Linked DNA regions of Sus scrofa: regions 2, 3, 4 and 5 are each linked to region 1. Evidence: chromatin contacts called from public HiChIP or PLAC-seq data. All regions are on one chromosome and are shown on one strand. Each heading gives the region's core, a stretch centred on a gene start, on an enhancer-like site or on the middle of the called end of the contact. The rest is flanking DNA. Distances are from core to core; before and after follow the strand shown. Region 1 has its middle 14 kb from the start of CALM1. Region 2 overlaps RPS6KA5 (ribosomal protein S6 kinase alpha-5). Region 3 overlaps TTC7B (tetratricopeptide repeat protein 7B). Region 4 overlaps TTC7B (tetratricopeptide repeat protein 7B). Region 5 overlaps TTC7B (tetratricopeptide repeat protein 7B).

Region 1 (3,899 bases), core at 393-2,892:
GCTAACAAGGCTATATTAATACTATGCCTTCCCTAAGGGGAAAACAAACAAAACAAACAAAAAAAAAACCCTAAGCCATTCAAAGTTTATTTTGGATCTGAGTTTGTCCATCTGTTCCCCTCACAAAGCAGAAAATCCTGAAGGAAAATCTTCCTCTCACAAGGTCAGATAGTTATGGGCCCTCAATAAATGCTTTAGTAACTGATTATCACTATGTCAGTCGTTCTACAATTTCCACAGACCTGGCACATTCTCATCTCCTGCAATCTTCACAAGGACTGTGAGACAGATTTAATTCTCTTCATGTTACAGAAGAAACCAAGGCTCCAGAAGATTTAGTCCTTTGCTCTACCTCACCGCAGCAAGCAAAGTGGCCAACTCCCAGCACTGCAGCTGCCAAAGAACACTGAATTACTGGGTGTTCCAGAGAGGCACGAGTGGTTGTTGCTATACGGAGATTATGCAAAGCTGCAATTGTCTTTTGCAACGTCCCTGAACTCAGTGCTCTGGCATCATACTGAGACACAGTAAAAGGGAGCGTTAGTTTTAGGCAGGAGGCACTCTAAGGTAAAGTGATGCTTTGCCTACGGGAAAACGCATGAGACAGTGATTAAATGTTCAAAATCAGTGCCATTAGCTAAGACTAGCAACAACTTACAAATAAAATTGTCTGGTAAATGGTACCACACCACGCTCCCACATGGCAGCACCTAATCAGAAAACCTATACAAAGCTGTGGCTGCACCTGCCATATTCGTCAATAGAAGAGTCAGTACAGACCCACGTGTGCCTGTAAAGATCAATCCAGGAATCTTGGACGGGGAAGGGAACTGCGAAAGCCAGGATACACGAACCCGGGTCGTCAATTACTAAGGCTTCACACAAGGGAGAGGCCTGGCTGCGCTGGGTTTATTGGCCCTATAATTCACTACCTCTCCCTGTGGCCATAGCAACACCCACACCAAGGCAGCTCCAGAATTCACCTTTGGATAGCCACGCTCCACCGAATTTGCACCTACGCAGCTCAAATAAAACCATCAGACATCATCTCCCGAAAACAAGACAACCATGGCTTATTTCCACTCCCCCAGCTCTAATTCACCCAGGAAACACATATATTTTTTTTTTCTTTCACTCATATATACGGAAGGTAACCCTGAACAACCATCACTTTTGGAACAGTAAAACATAATATGAGGACCCCCCCCTTCTCAGAGGGGGGTGAACATCGGAGATGAAAGCGGGATCCACACCCAAACACACGACGAGTCGCCTAAAATGGCAACTAAACTGACAGGATCAAAATAATTTCAGCCAACGTCTGCTATCATGTCTGTCTAGCAAGCTCCGCTTGGCCCCTGCAGGCCACTGTCTCCGGAGCCGAGAAAGTTCCCTAGGCGGTTGTGGGATTTACAGCTCTGAAAAACAAAAACCGCATTCCCTGCAGGCGGGACCGCGCACAGCGCGAGCAACAACCATGACGTATTCGGAGGAGCTTTCCAGAACTGCCTTCCAGCCCGAGCAAAAGCCCAGGAAGCCAACCTCCCCTTTGCTTCTAGAAATGGAGAGGAGTCAAATCACCCTCCCTGCGCCCGCCGACAGAACGCAGACCCAGCGGTTTTCGGGAAGCGCCGCCTAAACCTCCTGTCAGACCCCCTCCTTCCTGGGTGGCCACTCTGCCCTGAGCCGCGAGCCCTCGAATCCTACCCCACCACCTCCCTGGGACCTGAGCAAAAACGAAACAACCCACCACCATAGAAAAAGGGAACAGAAACCCCCAGCAAAACTTCTGTCGCAGAGCCTATTTCCACTGTCCCCAAAAGCTCCACGAAAAACCCCCTGCGTCCCAGCCGTCCGCGGTGCCTCTAGTAAAGATGGCGGCCATAGGCGGAGCCGCTCCCTCCCGAAAGCAGCCTGCTGACCCTCCTCCAGCCACGGCCATTCACGCGGGGTCCTCCACGCCCACCGCGGCTTGACGCATTGCAGGTGCGGAGCGGCCAATCAGGCGTCTCGACTCTTTCCGGCCAACGACTGCAGGGTCGCGCTGGCCAATCAGAGCGCCCTTGTCAAACTGAAGGAGGAAAGCAGCCTCGGCAGCGCCAACTAAGCAACCGGCTCCAGAGCTGCGCGTTTGGGGCGTGTGAAAGAGGACTGCCTGTGTTCCTCCGCCGGGAGATGTAGTGCCCTCGCCCGCGCCGCGCCCCGCCCCGCCCTGCCCGCCCGCGCGTACTTGAAAGGCTTAGGCGAGAGGCGCTCAGGTTCTCTTCCCGCTGGAGCGTCGCGAGACACGGAGTTTTCCTAGAAACAAGCCTAAATCCCTTTGCCAGGCTCGTGGCCCTCCGAGGGGCGATCGGAAACCACCCTCGCCCTCCCCCCTAGCTCATTGAGGCCGCGTTCGCGTTTACGCGGCACCTTGTGTGATAATAGCAGCCACCGGAGCGATAAGAAGAAAACCTCGCCTTATCTCGAAACCCCAACTCGATCTGCCTCCGAGGCGACCCTTCCTGTTTACTACGAGCCGAGGCCCGGCCGCCCGAAAGCACCGTCGTGGGCACTTTTGTTTCAGAAGGGCCGGTTTCCATTTCCCTCCTGTGATTTCCTTATCTCGTCCCCGCGGGCTCGGGTTTTCCGCTGTGTCTGCATAGAAGGGGCCGAGGGGATGGACCAGGAGCCGGCCTGGGGGGCATGGGACGGACGAGGGTAGATTAACAGACTGTAGCCTGAGAACCGACGGTTAGCTCCTCAGTAAACCGAGGGGGCATTCTTCGGTGCCGAGGATAGGCTCTCCTAGATAGAGGAGAAGGCTTAATAAAATCACCTGTCAAACGAGCCAGATCTGGTACCACAGTCTGCATACCTCTGATCCCTCATTACACAGTGAACAGTCTGAGACCCGGGAAGATCAGTTGACACCCCTGCAGTCACATAGCAGTTGAGGAGCAGAGCACAGAATAGAATCTAGGTTGTCTGTGTCTCAAGCCAGTGTTTTTATGCTCTAGTAACACCCCATCTTCTGGAGCTGATGCTGTGAGATGGCTCAAGCATTTGGGGAACTTTGCTGTATAACTGAAGGAAGGTCTAGGAACTAAAGCAACTAAGTTTTCCCTGAACGTAATTTTCAGTGTCCTGCAGAAAAAGGAGCAGAGATGAAATGTTAGTTGGTTAATTCTCACTGCTACAAGAATCTAGCTAAGAAAATGAAACCCTGTGGATTTCTAGAACTGCCATTTTATTTAAATGTGATTTTATCCTCTCTCTGTGATTTTGGCACCATGGGGCTTGGATGATCTAATGATTTTTGTGATTAAACTAGTGTCTATTCACATCCTGATTCTCAGATTATGCTATTAATGGTTTTTCCTGAGGTTTTACAACCTGTGTAGTGATGTCTGCACTGGACCTGTATAAAGGTTGTTCTTTGATCTAAGGCTATAGTTGCCAGTTGCTGTTTATTACTGCTTCTTAAACTTTTACTCAAAGCATAGCTCAAAAAGGAGAAAAGCTGTGGTCTTCTTTCTGTAGGTGGCTGGTAATCATCCCCAAAGCTGTTTGCCAAGTGAGTGAATATCTGAACTTGCAAATGAGCAACTCACCATAAAAATACCTCCCCAAAGAAATAATACATCATATTTCTTTTGCAGTGGGTATGGTATAGGAAATATGTACCATGACTTCTTGGTATCAAGTCAGATTATAATGTGAGATAAGAGCTTTTACTGTGCCACTACTGACATTGGGAATTCTTGGCTAAGTTCCTCTGTTCTCTAGACCTCAATTTTCTATTCTGTGGAATGAGAGGATTGGATTAGAGGACTTCCAGATCTGTTCCAGCGCTAATACCTGATTCTTCTATGAAGAAGTTAGACCATAATTTCACTGTGACATTATATTTAGGCTGG
Region 2 (3,899 bases), core at 396-2,895, 430 kb after region 1:
TTGTAGTGAGTAGCGACCAACACAGTAACACCCCCGCCTTCCACTCTGGCCTCACTCTGTTTTCCCTTCTGTCTCTTTCTTCAGTTGGACGGCAGTGGGAACCCCATTCCCCAGTGTAACTGGGGTGTCAGACAGGAAGTCATGCAACTTCAAAGTCCCTTCCTAAGGTTCTGCTTTTGGGGTCACTGTTGGCACCAACTCTCGTAGCCTGGGTTCCCCAGAAAGCACACAATCTAAAGCAAAAGCTTATATACAATCATGTTAGGAAGGAGTACAGTCCCTGGGGAGGAGGTTTGAGGAGACAGGGACCAAGGCCCCCGCTAAAATGGCCCAGCAGGGATCAGGGGACACAATGCGAATGGATTCTGAGGATGCTGAACTGGGGTGGGCGGGTGGAACATAAGGCCTGACGGAGAAGAAATTATTGCCATGGAAACATTTTCTGAGACTCAGGATTCAACATCCTGGCAGGGCCACCTGGAGCCAGTGCTGGGAGTCGGCTGCAAAGGCTCCCTTGAAGCTGGGACAAAGCAGTGCACAGGGTCAGCAGATACACAGATTCATAAAGCTGCAGCAGCAGTCAAGATGCTGTGGACATGGCACGCTCAGAATCAACCCTAGGAAGTCCAGAAGTCACAGCAAATGACATGCACAGGAGCCTGTCACCTCCCTCTATTGCACCAAGGCTTCTTCCTTAACTCACATCTCTGGCCTCATCGAGGGGGGCTCCCCATGATCAAGAGCCACTGGCCTACACCACAGCCATAGCAACTCGGGATCCGAGCCGCGTCTTCGACCTACACCACAGCTCACAGCAATACCAGATCCTTAACCCACTGAGCAAGGGCAGGGATCAAACCCGCAACCTCATGGTTCCTAGTTGGATTTGTTAACCATTGCACCACGACGGGAACTCCTCAGCCTAAGAATTTTAAAGGCACACAGACATTCAGTTCCAGTTTCGAGAGGAAACTGGGCCTACCTTCTAGATGAGCTGGCCTGCTTTCAGGTGGGTGCAGTTGGCCTGTTAGAACATGAAAAGCTCAGTGAAGTCGCCCACTCAAGACAGTAGCCGGTGGGGCTGGGGGGCTGTCCTTGAGGACTGTGCTGAACCACTGATCAATGGCTGATCCACTGGTGTTGGGTCCCCCACTCTAGAGTCTAAGGGGGAAGGACCCATTATTCTATAATTACAGAAATCACATTGCCTGCTGCTGTGGCCTCGGGGTCTGTGAGATGTCTTGTGTCCGTGAACTCAAGCGATCGGCTCCTCTGGTCACAGGAGGGGGTCACTCAGTGCGCCTTCCGCCCTCCCTCCCTCTTTCCCTGCCTCCCTCCTGCCTCCCCGGGATGCTGCTACTCAGGAACAAGACAAAACATAAGCTTTAACTCTAGGTTCTGCTTCTAGGAAACCCAGACAGAACAGCTTTCTATTGTTGATAAACGTTGGACTCGTTTCCAGTTTGGGGCATTTTGAAACCTGCTGCCATATATCTTCTTGTCCATGTCTTTCGGACATAAAACCACGCATTTTTGCTGACTACATCCCTGAGACTGGAACTGCTGGCCTTTTGCTCTGTGTCTGTTCAGTAGGCACTGCCGAGTAGTTTTCCAAAATCTGCTCCACTTCCTCATCTCACCCTACTTCCTAACAGATATTATGTGGCTACATCCAAGAAAGTACCCTTTGCCTTATAGTTTTCTTGCTTTCTGATGTGTAAGAATTCAGCAGGCTGTTGGGGTGGAATTCTCCAATTTGGAAATACTTAAAGGAGACTGGTGATAGGGACTTTGTAGACAAGTCCCTTCTCTGGAAGAGGTAGAATTAAACAAACTTTAGGCTCCTCTCAACTCTAAGATCTTACAATTTAGTTGATGATCCTGGAAGCAACTTCTGTTAAGAATAATTCTGTGTCTGCAAACTGCAAGTGGTGCGGCAAGAAAGTATCTATATACCTACAGATATACATCTCTATATATCTGGGTGTGTGTGTGTATACACACATAAGAGGGAATTAGAAAGAAAGAGGAAGCAAATGTGGCGAAATGTCAAATGGTCACAGTGTTATTCTCCCACACTTTCTCCAGGTCTGAAATTTTAAAAATACAATTTTTGAAAGAGAGTGAAAAAATAAGAAATCCTGAATAAAACACTTGGCAGAAGTATGTTTTAAATGTTATTATATTCCACCCCATGGATATGCTATCCACACCTTTGGGCGGGCATATAATCCTATCCTACATTTATTAAATACTGTGTGTTAGGAACTGAATGGCTGTGTGCCTTTAAAATTCTTAGGCTGAGGAGTTCCCGTCGTGGTGCAATGGTTAACAAATCCAACTAGGAACCATGAGGTTGCGGGTTTGATCCCTGCCCTTGCTCAGTGGGTTAAGGATCTGGCATTGCTGTGAGCTGTGGTGTAGGTCGAAGACGCGGCTCGGATCCCGAGTTGCTGTGGCTGTGGTGTGGGCCAGTGGCTCAGCTCCAATTAGACCCCTAGCCTGGGAACCTCCACATGCCGCCAGAGCAGCCCTAGAAAAGGCAAAAAGACAATTAAATAAATAAATAAATAATTAATTAATTAAATTAAATTCTTAGGCTGAAGACCTAACCGTCAATGTGACTCGCATTTGTGGACAGGACCTTTATGGAGATAAAGGTAATGAGGTCATGAGTGTGGGGTCCTCCTCCAAGAGGATTAGTGTCCTAAGAGAAAGAGACCCCAGAGAGCTGGCTCTTGCTCTCTCTCTAAGCACATGCACTGAGGTGAGGTCATGTAAGGACACAGTGAACAGATGGCTGTTTGCAACCCAAGGGAGAAGCCCTCGCCAGATACCAACGGGGCTGGCACCTTGGCCCTGGACGTCTCAGCGCCCAGAACTGTGAAATAAATTTCTGTTGTTTAAGTCACCAGCCTGCAATATTTTGTTATGGTGGCCTGAGGCAGACTAAGATACTGCGTAAGTTCTATTTTAATTCACATCCTGTTCGTTTCCAATGAACTGCACATCCATGAGGTGGGCTAAGTTGTAATCAAAGCCAAATGATAAGACATGACCCATCTTCCTGAAGGAATTGTTTTACCCAATTGGGATAACAGATTGTTTACATACGAAAGGATCCACATTCATGTTTAGATGTGACATGTAAAAACGCCAGAGATAGAAGGCCAACCAGACGAAATAAATTTTGTGCTCACTATGCGATGACTCTGCCTGTGTATCTAGGTGCTCTGGAGATGGGTCCTCGTTTATATTGAAAAGTTTGCAAAACATTCTTTTTTGACAGTTTAAGGCAGGTGCTAACTTTGCTTTTCATCTGCAAGTAGTTCATTTTTGTATCCCTAAAAGGCAGGGATTTTTAAAAACCACAACTACAACTTATTATACCCAAGAACAATTAGCAGTAATTCCTTTGTAGCACCCAGTATCCAGGCAATATTCAAATTTCGCCAGCAGTGTTTTATACGTTGTATGAATATAATTACATTTGTATGATTTAGCATTTGAATTTAACATATAGAACTGAAATTAGAATTTGTCTGAATCAGAATTTAAGTAAGATGCAAACACTGTTTAAGTGTCTTTTCATCTACAGGTTCCCAGGCTTTTTTCTTATAATTTATTTGCTACAAACTGGGTTGTTTGTCTGTAGAACTTCCCACAGTCTGGATATTGTGACTGTATTCCTGTGGCATCGTTTAATCTGTTCCTTGTCCCCTGCTTCTGTTTAAAACTTGACAGCTAGATCTAGAGAGAGGCCTGGCTTCTCTCCATGCCATTATACAAAGTTATTTCCATAGACACGGCATTTGGAGGCCCCAAAATACCTGCCTGAATGTCTAAGACTGCCTTTTAAAACCTTAAAAAGCATGATAATTATAATTGGCCTGTATATA
Region 3 (3,899 bases), core at 893-3,392, 330 kb after region 1:
CTTTGTTATGTTATTTTTAATCTTTGTGCCACAAATCACATCTATGATCTACTACTCCCAATCTGCTTGGTGAAATACTAAGAAGTGAAAATACACGCACATGGAAAATACATGAATACACATGCGCAGACAGACTTGGATTCAAATCCTTGCTTCTCCAGTTTCTAGTTTTATGACCTTGAGCAACTTCCTCAATATCTCGGGGCCTCTGTTTCCCCATCAAGCAAATGAAAATAACAGCTCCTGCTCCAACTGATTATTACAAGGCTGAGCCCGCTGCCTGGCTACAGTAAGGAAGTCCTGAGGGAATGGCAACGCTCCTCAATGTTTCTGAGTATCTATAAAATATAGAAAAGCATGGAGAAGACGGTAACAATCACCGGTACCCCCGCCACTCGAAATTAAGCAAGTTAACATCTTAGCGCAGAGCCTCAACCTTGATGACACATGATGCCATGTAAACTCTGGTCCTGGTTCTAGTTTCTTTCCTAAGAAGAGTGCACTCATCACCCTCAGGGGGACCCCAACCATGCAACATGTAGCCCTGGGGTGCCCTAACATCAGCAAGGAATGAGAGCGGCCAGGGAACAGATGGGCCTTCCTTTCTCCATTCCACAAATTCTCACGGAGCACCACGGCTGGGCCTCCCAGGGCAGGACTGGTCTTCTCCCTGGAGATGGGCCGCCTCGAGAGGGATGGAGGAGAAAGACATGTCCAAAACAATATGAGAAGTTGAGTGACTGCGACAGACAAAGTATCACAGAAAGAACTAAGAAGAAGCACCTCAGTGGACCTTCACTGAGGGCCCCAAACTTTCTTTGGGCTCTTTGAGTCTCTGCTTGCTTCCCCCAAAAGAACCGACACAACCGACTTTAAATATGAATTTGGGTCAGAGGTAATAAGAGGGCTCTTACTCTTCTTACACCAACTAAATATAAACAGGAAGCTTTGACTAGCAACCTGAGATGAGTGGCTACATGCAACACAGCATCTCGCTTGCCACCGTCTGCAGAATCGTTAAATCTAGATGGGAGGAGGCCTGCGAGAGGGCTGCATCCACGATGAACAGTTCCCGGAGTCTTACACAGCAGATGCCCAGCAGGCCTCACAACTGCACTCCCGCATTTTCTGGGTTTTACACACGGGCAAAAGCATTCAGCAAGGACTCTCCCAGCCCCACTTCGGCCACCCCGTTCACTCCATTCAGAGTTTTCTCTCAAACTACTTTTTTTTTTTCACTGTCCCTAAAGAGATCTCAAGGCTTCAAAATATAAACAGCAGCTTCTGGAGTTCCCTCTTTTGGCTCAGGGGTAACGAACCCAACTAGTATCCATGAGAATGCAGGTTTGATCCCTGGCCTTGCTCAGTGGGTTAAGGATCCGGCATTGCCATGAGCTGTGGTGTAGGTCACAAACGCGGCTCAGATTCTGTGTTGCTGTGGCCGTGGTGTAAGCCGGCAGCTGCAGCTCCAATTCAACCCCTAGCCCAGGAACTTCCATATGCCACATGTGCACCCCTAAAAAGAAAAAATAAAGAATAATAAAAATTAAAAACAGCTTCTAAAGGGGAAAAAAAAAAGGATAGCCAATCTTCTCTTCTTACTCTGCAGATGAGGTCATTTAGGCTTAGAGAGAGAGGGTTCATAATTAGCCCAAGGTCACACAGAGACAGAGACAACCTGAACCCTGCTCCAGCGACCTCACTCCCAGGTCAAGTCCACAGTAGCTGGGACCCAGCCTGGAGAGTTTTTCTGCCAGGGAGGAAGAATCCTTCTGTTACTACATTGTACTTAGGCTCCAGGATACCCAGAAGGTCATGGTCATTAGCAAATACAAAATTCATAAAGATCAGGGTTGGGTTCTGTGCCTTAAAGACTCTAAGGAATACTCTAGGAATTACTAAGAAATACTCTAGGAAAACTCTCTTTGGGCTTCTATAGTCCTTATGACCAGGGATTTTTCAGTTCATGAAAAAAAAATGGAGATACATCCACTCCTGCTAATTCACACCTAGAATTCCTTTCCCTTTTCAAGTGATGCATGCCCTGACTGCTTAATGTGCTGAACGCACTGGGCTCCTGTGGGAGTCTCTGTAAACGCCGTGACCACACAGCACGATAACGGCGCCCATCAGGAGAGGTTCAGCTCCGGGCCGAGTGAGAACCGGCGAGGCGTGTGTGTAATTGCCTACACCAGGCACAGCTTTTGAGAAATGGCCCAGGAGTCCCTTAGGAGACTCAGTGATCCAAGGTTAATAAAGACGGTTGGCAAGTTCACACTTCTTCTGCGATCCCTGACCTCCAACGTAATCTCACAAAGACCCAAATTTCAGGGCCCAGGCCGCTCGGAAGGCTCTGCGCATACGCGAGCTTCCCAGCGAAGACGCGGCTCCCACGCCCCCTGGCGGCAAAGGCTGGCACTGCAAGAAAACGTCGGTTGGTCTCCGCTGCCTGCGAATCCCCTCCATCCCACGTTGGTGGGGCCCCAGACGCAGTGCGACCCGCTCAGGGCCTAATGTGAAATTCCCGGTTTCGAACGTGCCAAAGAACCCTACTGTTTAAATAAGAAGCCCGAGTGTTGTCTACTCTGTTAAGGGAGAAGGATGTTTTCAAGACCTCCTGCAACGTCCAACCAACTCTGGGAGCCACTCAATGCAACCCAAGGCACCTCACAGAGCCCCGGGGTAGACTTGGCCTCTGTGGTGCTGCGGGCGCTAGTCTCCGCACCTTGGAGTGCCTATGCAAATGATACAGCAGCCCTAATCTGCAAAGCAAGCACCTGAGAGCAAAGGAGAAAAAGAACTGGGGGCTGAAAACAGAGGGTCCACCCTTTACTCCTCCTCTTAACTGGGGGTGGTACCCATGTGGGGATGAAGGGCATTAAGAAGCAAGTGCTCAGTGGGTGTTCAGAAAGTTTTTTTAATGTTGCAATTATTAACAATTTACTATTATTATTCCAGAACCTGGCACATAGTAGGAGTTTAGGAAACCTGAGTTCCTCTCCCTTTCTTGTGAGGCTGTGCCTCATGGATCAAGGGACTGGGCAGGGAGGCCCAGCCAGGGGCCAGCACGGCTTCCTGCTCTTCTGCACCAGCCCCAGTGTGACTGGGGGAAAGCCGACAGAGCCAGCTCCCACACCCTCCCTCTCCCCAGAACAGTCTGTGCTCTGCTCCCGCCCCCAGAGAGCTCTGAGCTTTCCAAATATGGATGCTTTTTTCATTCCTGAAGCCTCAGGAACAGTTGGGGGAAGAAAATGAACACCAGACATGGTTTGGAGATGATGGAAGCCAAGGGATGGGTGATGGCAGCACGAGCACTGTGCTAGGAGTCAGGAGGCCTGGCTTTAAAATATTAGGTGATCGTTTATAATCTGGCCAGCTTGGTATGAGTCTAGGCCCCAAGGAGATCCTAGACCCAAACCCGAAGAGTGAAAAATACAGCGGCTAGCATGAAATGCAGGGGAGAAAAATTCATTAAGGAAGCCCAAGGAGGCCCTCACCTTCAAAGACAATGAGCCGTGGGAGACAGTTCTGAGCAAAACCACCTGAAAGACAGTCCACAAATTAGGATGATCCAGCCTGAAGGTGAGTGTGGGTAAAAGAGTTGGAGACAAGATTATTTTTTATAAAAAGCAGGCCCAAACCAGCATCTATTTTCATCTAAAAATGGAGAGCATTTCAGAATATACGAAAAACACTGCACTTTTGCTTAAGCAACCTGTGTTACTCAGGTTGAGTTTATCTTCAATAGTGTGGCCCTGGATGCCAGGGGCAAAGGTTTAAAGAACCATCCCAACACAAGTTCTCCTGTGTGGCCCGCATGGTCCCCAGTGCAAATGCCCAGGTCCACAGCCAGCAGCTTAGAGGTGGCACAGCCTCGGAGCCCACCCCAGAGCAGGTGT
Region 4 (3,899 bases), core at 467-2,966, 310 kb after region 1:
ATTTATGAGCACGTTAAAAATGGAAAATTACTGATTGGGAAATCATTCAGAGCAAACATGATAAAAGGTTAATGTATTTATGGCATAAAGACTTTATTGAAATTATAAGAATACTACTACACCTCAAAACCAGAGAGAAAGTATACAAAGAGTCAAAAAAGAAATATAACGGTTAAACATAAAGTGACCACACGACCTAGCGATTTCACTCCTAGGAAAAATGAAAAACTTTGTCCACACAAAATCTTGTTTACAACTAGTTACAGCAGCATTATTATAATAGCCCAAAGTGGAAACAACCCAAATGATAAATGATAAAATGATGAACGGATAAACACAATGTGGTATATCCATACGATGGCATATTATTTGGCAATAAAAAGAAATGGAGGGAGTTCCCTTGCAGCGCAGCAGGTTAAGGATCTGGTGTTGTCGCTGCAGTGGCCCAGGTCACTTCTGTAGCTTGGGCTCGATACCTGGCCCAGGAACTTCCACACGCCACAGACCCGGCCAAAAAAACCAAACAATTAAAAAAAAAAAAAGAAATGAAGTACCAATGAGTGCTGCAACATGGATGAATCTTGAGAACATTATGTTAAGCCAAAGAAAGCAGTCATAAAAGACCACATATTGTATAGTTCTATATGAAATGTCCAGAATATTCAAATCTATAGAGACTAGGGAAATAGGAGGTAAATGGGGAGTGACTGCTAATGGGTTTCTTTTGGGGTTGATGAAAATGTTTTGGAATTAAATATTGGTGACAGTTGCACAACTGTGATTCCATTAAAAACTATTAAATTGAACACTTTCATGGGTAAATTCTATGGTATGTGAATTATATTTTCATAATGCTGTGATTTAAAAAAAGAAAAGACCAGAAAAAAGATATAGTTAGTAAGGAAATAGATGGAAAAAATTTCAATCTGACTGAGAGTCAAAGAAACACAGACCAAACTGCAAAGTACCATTTTCACCAAGCAAATCAGCAAAGTGACTTTAAAACAATTTCGACCCTCCTGTACTGCCAGGGGTAGAAGATGACTTGTAAGAAGCAACTGGACACACACATTTCTGGGAACCTGCCTTTCGGAAACAATGCAAAACAAAGGGAAGCTCCCAAAGGAAACTGCATCATAGCATCAGAAAAACAGATTATACGCAGCTATAAGTGAATTATATCACAGAGGCCATCCACTTGATAAAATATTCTAGAGCCATAAAAACACTTTGAGGTTCTGACAAAATGTTGAGCCAAAAAAGACAGATAGAAAAACCCTTTAATGCTACAACACTATGAGGACAAAGACCAACCAAGAACGTACAAAAATTAAAATTAGCTATTATTCTTTCCTGGTTGCCAGACTTTTCTAACTCAGTTTTAAGTGTGTGGTAGCCTCCTCTCCGGCCAGTCAGAGGGCAGGCTCAAAGTCAGAGCAACTTCCTGGCCAGTGGGTTTCTTGACATTTCTTTAAGGAAGTAACTCATTCAGATGTACTACCTTAAGCCATGAACCGCAACTTGCTGCTCTGGCTTGAGTGAAATGACGGGGACAGGCAAGGGGAGAGGAAGGAAGAATCTGTCTTTACTGTCTCACGTTTTAAAGCCAAAAGCACAGCCACTGGCACCGCCAGAGTCACACCCCTCCTTCTGCATCCGCAGCGCTGAGTACTTTTCCGAGGACACAGGGTTTAAGTTCAAGACACACAGCAACCTTAAGCCAATCCAGCCGTGTCACTGCAAGTTCTTCCTGGAGGGAGGCACAGGCCACAGGAGGGCTGACCCTGCTGACCAGCGAACGACGCCTGATGCACGGAGAACTCTGGGCTGGGGGCTGGCCCCGCAATACCAAGACACCAGTTGTTTCTTCCTAAGACTTTAGCGCTGAAGCCACCCGTGAAAAAAACTCTATGCCTGTCCCGCCATTTAGCATTAACTTCTTTTCTAAAATAAGGTGTGAAAGGAATGAACTGTCAGCAGAAGGTCGAGTTCCACTGTGGCGCTGCTTCAGCTCGAGAAAGCCAGAGCCAGCCGGTTGGCTGATGCGTGCAAAGGACAGAGACAGGATGATTTCATTTGCCAAACGCAGAGCTCAGATTCTGCTATTCAAGGATGAAGTCACCTTTATTCCTATCACATCTCCCCGCCCCCGCCAGAAGCTCCTTGTAGGGCAGATAACTTTATTTACTGCTGGCGTCATGCCAAAGTCCCCAGATAAGCGAATCAAGGCCATCTCATGTCATTTTTAATCCTATCTATGTTAATTTGATTTACTTGATTCAAGTATTCTATATGCACAGTTTGGGAGGTATCTTTTATTCCCCTTCGGAGAACATGTGTATATGGAGTTTAAGAAATTTATGTTCCAGGTGCAACCCCCATCTAACTAAATTTTGTCTTTACCTTGTACACTTGACAGTTGAAAATACCATAACATGGGAGTAATAAGGGGTCAAAATTTACAAAATACAGTTTTGGTGCGGGAGTTGCAAAAAAAAAAAAAAAAAAAAACTATCAGTGGCGGTCTCTGTAACCCTAATATAACAAGGACAACACTGCACAAGTATTCGGTGTACACAGATCTCACATATTCTATGTGTCCGTGGCCCTCCCTCCACGTTTGGAACAAGGAAGGAAAATAACACGGGGAAAGCTCCTATCATCCTGGGCGGAAAACACTGGCGGCTCACTGGGTTTCTAGCCTCAGACAAGTCAGGCGGTATGAACCCCACCACGAACTTGGAAGTGTGAAGCACACAGAAACAACTGGACCAAGATCAAACAGCCAGGTAAGAGAAATTCAGAACCCAGACAGGATGTGATATGGAGACTCCGGAACCTTATGTCCATGCACGAAACAGAAAACCAGATTCTCCAGAAATAAATTTACTCCATAAATTCTCTTTCAAATTATTTAACATTTTTAATAAAGCAGCATGTTTATTTTAAATTTTTCTTTTTCTTTTTTTTTTTTTAGGGTAGCACCAGCAGCACATGGAAGTTCCCAGGCTAGGGGTCAAATCCGAACTACAGCTGCCGGTTTACACCTCAGCCATAGCAACGCCGGATCTGAGCTGCATCTGCGATCTACACCACAGCTCACAGGAACTTAACCCACTGAATGAGGCCAGGGATTAAACCCCCGTCCTCACGGATACTAGTCAGGTTCATTACCGCTGAGCCACAATGGGAACTTGGCAGCATGTTTAAATACTCCATATTTTTATCTAAATATCTGAAATCTTCAAAGGTTGGGAAGGATTCCACTGCCAGGTAACATAGGAACAGATTAATGACAGCAAAACTAACATTTACTGGGTGCTAAACGTGTTCTAGAAGCCCATGAATGAGCCCATTTTATGCTCACAAAAGCCTCAGAACAATTATTATTGCTACTTTACAGTTGAGGATTCGGAGGCAGCACAGAGAGGTTGAGTGACTTGCCCGACGTCCCACAGCTAAGGGGTAGCAAGGCTGGGATCCCAGCACCAGTGTCCCTTAAACCCTGTGCCCTGCTGCCTCTCACAGGCTGAGTGAGCCGCCTCCAGGGGAAGCCAAGGGCAGCCTCTTTCTGAGGAGCCACTACCCTCCAGGAACAAACAACTCTAATGATGCTAAACATACCCACTTCCAGCGAAACTCAGGGAATGAGGCTGCCCCAGAAACACAAATCAGTGGCTCCAGATTATGAAAAAACATTTTCCAGGAGGCGCCAAACTGTCCTCAAAAGTTCTCAAATTTTATCCTTGCTAGTGAATGATGTTAAGAGCCAACACTCATAAATAAAATGCCAAAATGTCCTGGCCAGCAGAAGTCTCCTTGCTATCGAATGGCTAGGAAACCACTGAAAGACTGCTTTGCCCAGCAACACACGCACAGGGACGGAGCATGTGGGGTTT
Region 5 (3,899 bases), core at 930-3,429, 270 kb after region 1:
AAGATATCTTTCAAGAGTCCCTCTTCCATTTTACAGTTGCTCAGTAGTTTCTCTGCTCTGCTGAGGGGTAATGAATTCTATCTTTTCAGTGGCAAAAGGGTACAGAACTATCAACGAGGCACTGAGTGTAATGTGGTAAAGGCATCTTATAACCTGCAATTTTAGTGGGCAAGACAATGGTAAAAAGTATGAAGAATGAGGGGCTCCACCAAGCACCTGTTCTGCATCTTTGAAAAGAGACATCACATCCCAGTGAATCCATCAGCACCTCCTACCCCAACCAAGCCCTCAGGGGAAGCAGCAGAGGGTCCCAGCCCCTCCCTCGGGGAGTGTGCAGCCGGGGGTGGGGAGCCCTGGCCGAGTGGGGTCAGCACATCCCATCTCGTCGCCCACACACGTCACAGAGGCATGGCTGCTGACATGTTTCCTTAAGGGACAAATAAATCTTGAGTAAATCCTGGTCCATGCGCCCAGATCCTACTTGTTGTCTGCCCCCTCTGAAGGCTGTGCCCGGCCCAGCAGGTCCCTTTACATCGAGCGCTGCCACCTCCTATGACATAACCCAGTGATATTTATAACCCGCTCATTAGAACATATCTCATCTTTCCCAAAAGCCACAGAGCGGGTCAGCCGGTGCAGAGCTGGCCACCAGCCTCTGCGGGCTGTGGCAGATGCTCTAGATATTCGGCTCTCTTCTTGGATGACATTTTAAATGGCACGAAAGTATTAAATCAAACTGAATGTGGGTTCTGTATGTTACGAGCACTCACAAGGGCTATTACTTCGTATCTTATACCTACATGACATCCCAGGACTCTCATTCACAAGAACAGCCCCAGAACTTGAAGGGAACGCTTTGCTGGCAGAGCTACAGAAATACGCCCATATTCCTCTCACCCACACATAGCAGATGATATCAGATCAGAAGCTTTACGGTGGCATAAAAAGAGAAGCTTGGGCTCAGGACTCCGGGCAGCACCAAAGGGGACATGAATCAAAATTAGGTAACAGGCTCTGGGACGCGCGATCTCTGCTGCTCTCCCCTGCATTTGTTTTTACGGCATCCGTGTTCACTGGCTTTGGACTGAAGCTCAGTTCTCTTAGGGAACATGAGGCGAAGGAAACAGCTACGGCTGGAAAAGGGAGGGGAGGAAGGACTGGGCTGATGTCACTCCAGGATCGCAGCTTAAGCGCCTACTATGTACTAAAAGCATGGCATTTTCAACCGTATGCAGTAAGGGTAGGACTGGGACCATGTCGTTGGAGACCCAGTTTAAAGGGTTGTTCAAACAGGGTGGAAATTAGGCCTGGAGGGGGTAGTTTCAAATCCCAATGTTATAACTCAGGGAAGGCTACCAGATAGCAAGTGGCCATTCGGAAGGTCTCCCGTGCCTTCCTTGTGGAATGAGAAACACATCCAGTTACAGATGCACCGAATTTTCTAGCTATAATGATCCAACACAACTTAGTCCATTGCAACCCTGGAGAGAAACGGCCTGCCCAGGTTCACACGGCCAGTGAGAGGGCAAGCTGGGAGCTTCCAACCATACCCACCACCTTCCTGACAAAAGAGATGTGAACTCTCAAAGGGACATGCAACCCAAGAAGAAAACAAAATATGGACGCTCAGGTCTAGGGTTTACGTCATTAATATGCAAATGAAAGTGTATATCCAATCCAAATCTGATGCATACAGGTGGTCCCAGCTACTGAGACACTCCTAGGAACCGGTTCAAAATTGGAAAGGAAAATCAGCTGGCCCAAGTGAAGCAGCCTGGGGTCTGCAGATGAGGCCTCAGAGGCCCTAACTGAGAACTGATGGGGAGAGTCCACTCCCCTCTAAGGCCAAGGCAGTTTCTCCCGCGCAGGACTGAGGCCCTCTGGTGGCGGCTGGAGGAAGTCCCTGTGACTGAGGGGATGCCACCCAGGAGAGGCCAAACCAGGAGGGACGCAGGGCGCGCTCCCAAGGCACCGCACGCTGCCTTTGAGGCAAAGGCAAGTTTTCCTCAAACGGTTTCCAGTTTGTTTCTGGGAAGAGCTTAGGATTCAGAATCAAATTCTTCTTGAAGCTGGGAAGAATCCTGCTGGTAAACAAAGGCTCCTCAGGAACCACAAGGAAGGCTCGGAAGGCCTCGGGCTGCACTAGTCAAATAAGTGTGCCACCGTCAGGACCAAGCCGAGGTGGCCTGTCCAGCCCCAGAGCAATGTGACAACCGGAGGGAGAAGGCACTGGAGGGGAGAGACTGCACATTTTAAATATAAGAAAAGGGAAAAAGTGTCCTAAATGCAAAAGCATACAATTCTCAGCAACTCCTATACCACCCATGCTTTTTTTTTTTTTTTTCAGTCACATAATTTTATTCAAGTCGTCACTTCCACTGTTGCCATGACAGCAGAAAAAATTTTTTTTCCTTAAGCTAGATGGAGAATCACGATAGAATGGAACAAAAAAAGAAAAGAACTTGCAAGCATTACATTCTAAATGCTACGAAACACCCCGATTTGAGGGAAATAAACAAAAGCCACATGATTGCTTTCATGTCTCTCAACTATGAGTTTATTCTTGCCATGCTGAGACCCAGGCCTAAAATGATCTGTTGCTTTAAAACGCCACTCCAAACTGAAGAGGAGAGAGCCAAGGAATTTCCCCCGTTTGGAGGGTTTCCGCAGCCCCTTGACATGAGGTCATTGATTCCATTTCAGAATTCACTATGGCAAACTATTCTCAAAAGGAAGGTCCTTGCCGGCACTGGCAAGCTGTCGGAATTCGGGGTGCACCTCCTGCACCTCGCTCCAGCAAGCTTCCCGAGTTGGGTGCAGGTCCCTCCACGTGGACCGGTTCCCAACAGCTCAGCTGTTACCCAGGGGAGACAGGGCCTGCGAGTCCCCTGAGCACCAGCCGGCTGTTCAGCCTGATGGGCAGGCAAGACCTGCCACTATCTGTCCCCCCTCCAGCAGGGAGAGCGGAGGCCCGCATCCCTCAGCCTTGCTCTGCTGCAAACCTGAGCAACCTCCTGCTCCGTCCTGGGCAGGAAAGCCCACCCGCAGTCCTGCTTCTCTTGACCACTTCCATGTTGTTTTCTCTCCTCCCTTTTCAATCTGATTTCTTCATCCTCCTCCTGAGCCTCCTCCTTCAGCGCCTTGCCTGCTGGCCCTTAGGTCAGTGCAGAAGCATGACTTCCTAAGGACACCCAGGGGCACTGGCTGGCCAGCATTTGACTCTTGGGCCCTGAAAGCCGCATTTTCGAAGGCTGGTTTCTGAAACGTACATTTTTACATACAAACCTACAGCAGTGCCTGCTTATTCTGTTCTGTGCCTTTGAACCACATTCTCAGCTTTTTAGTGCTGTCACTGGTGTCTCCGCACTAGCAAACCAAGGGGGAAATGGATACGGGAAGGAAGCCAGAGATCCGAAGTTAAAATCGAGATGGAAAACCAAGGCTGGGAGAGACTCGGAGCCTGGAGAACCAATTTGCCTTGCGATGGGCAGCTGCCTCCACAGCAAACTCAATATATTTATATTTTTACATTCCTTTGGGGGGGGACAGAGTGGGAAATACAATTCTCCCCCCTTAACTTGTCCTTCCAAATTATCTTCTAACCTCAACGTCTGGCCCAGGCCATCAATGCACGTAAATCAGTATCAACGGTCACCGTCATGCAAATTCCAAGTTCTGATGTGAATAAAATACTTTTCATAGTGGATACCCGATTCCTAAGAAACAAAGAAAAGATACCCCTGCTGGCGTATATTCAGTATTTTTTCACTATCTCCCTTATCTGTGGTTGAGGACTTTATAACTAAAGATGAATTACAGAACAAGCCAACACAGTAGATCTCCTGGAGTTAAGAAATCTTTTGGCTTTTTCAACATTTCTTTTTCTTACCAACTGGCGC

The links. HiChIP or PLAC-seq counts read pairs in DNA pulled down with a chosen protein or histone mark.
Region 2: a contact with region 1 is called in an H3K27ac HiChIP or PLAC-seq map of alveolar macrophages. The contact joins two enhancer-like sites. A contact is called at or near these places in 1 of 47 Hi-C or Micro-C datasets (embryonic fibroblasts) and 2 of 2 datasets of contacts at active chromatin or transcription factors (alveolar macrophages and skeletal muscle).
Region 3: a contact with region 1 is called in an H3K27ac HiChIP or PLAC-seq map of skeletal muscle. The contact joins two enhancer-like sites. A contact is called at or near these places in 3 of 5 promoter capture datasets (fetal liver, fetal skeletal muscle and liver), 1 of 47 Hi-C or Micro-C datasets (skeletal muscle) and 2 of 2 datasets of contacts at active chromatin or transcription factors (alveolar macrophages and skeletal muscle).
Region 4: a contact with region 1 is called in an H3K27ac HiChIP or PLAC-seq map of skeletal muscle. The contact joins two enhancer-like sites. A contact is called at or near these places in 1 of 5 promoter capture datasets (fetal liver) and 1 of 2 datasets of contacts at active chromatin or transcription factors (skeletal muscle).
Region 5: an H3K27ac HiChIP or PLAC-seq map of skeletal muscle shows a contact between it and region 1. The contact joins two enhancer-like sites. A contact is called at or near these places in 1 of 5 promoter capture datasets (liver), 3 of 47 Hi-C or Micro-C datasets (skeletal muscle and subcutaneous adipose tissue) and 2 of 2 datasets of contacts at active chromatin or transcription factors (alveolar macrophages and skeletal muscle).

What each region holds. Positions count from the first base shown.
Region 1 is chr7:112,145,044-112,148,942 of Sscrofa11.1, forward strand. No RefSeq gene overlaps it. Among named protein-coding and RNA genes, the nearest start is that of CALM1, 14 kb to the right of the region's middle. Within about 2 kb of position 1,643, at least 83 of the 83 cell types and tissues checked have an H3K27ac peak or open chromatin away from gene starts, as enhancers often do. A contact at or near this core is called in alveolar macrophages, fetal liver and skeletal muscle, where this site is marked.
Region 2 is chr7:112,572,231-112,576,129 of Sscrofa11.1, forward strand. All of the region lies in intron 14 of RPS6KA5 (ribosomal protein S6 kinase alpha-5), which reads right to left. Among named protein-coding and RNA genes, the nearest start is that of TTC7B, 55 kb to the left of the region's middle. Within about 2 kb of position 1,646, at least 1 of the 83 cell types and tissues checked has an H3K27ac peak or open chromatin away from gene starts, as enhancers often do. A contact at or near this core is called in alveolar macrophages, where this site is marked.
Region 3 is chr7:112,470,144-112,474,042 of Sscrofa11.1, forward strand. The region is part of intron 3 of TTC7B (tetratricopeptide repeat protein 7B); the gene reads right to left. Among named protein-coding and RNA genes, the nearest start is that of TTC7B, 47 kb to the right of the region's middle. Within about 2 kb of position 2,143, at least 28 of the 83 cell types and tissues checked have an H3K27ac peak or open chromatin away from gene starts, as enhancers often do. A contact at or near this core is called in fetal liver and skeletal muscle, where this site is marked.
Region 4 is chr7:112,451,840-112,455,738 of Sscrofa11.1, forward strand. The region is part of intron 4 of TTC7B (tetratricopeptide repeat protein 7B); the gene reads right to left. Among named protein-coding and RNA genes, the nearest start is that of TTC7B, 65 kb to the right of the region's middle. Within about 2 kb of position 1,717, at least 8 of the 83 cell types and tissues checked have an H3K27ac peak or open chromatin away from gene starts, as enhancers often do. A contact at or near this core is called in skeletal muscle, where this site is marked.
Region 5 is chr7:112,411,787-112,415,685 of Sscrofa11.1, forward strand. The region is part of intron 5 of TTC7B (tetratricopeptide repeat protein 7B); the gene reads right to left. Among named protein-coding and RNA genes, the nearest start is that of TTC7B, 110 kb to the right of the region's middle. Within about 2 kb of position 2,180, at least 12 of the 83 cell types and tissues checked have an H3K27ac peak or open chromatin away from gene starts, as enhancers often do. A contact at or near this core is called in alveolar macrophages and skeletal muscle, where this site is marked.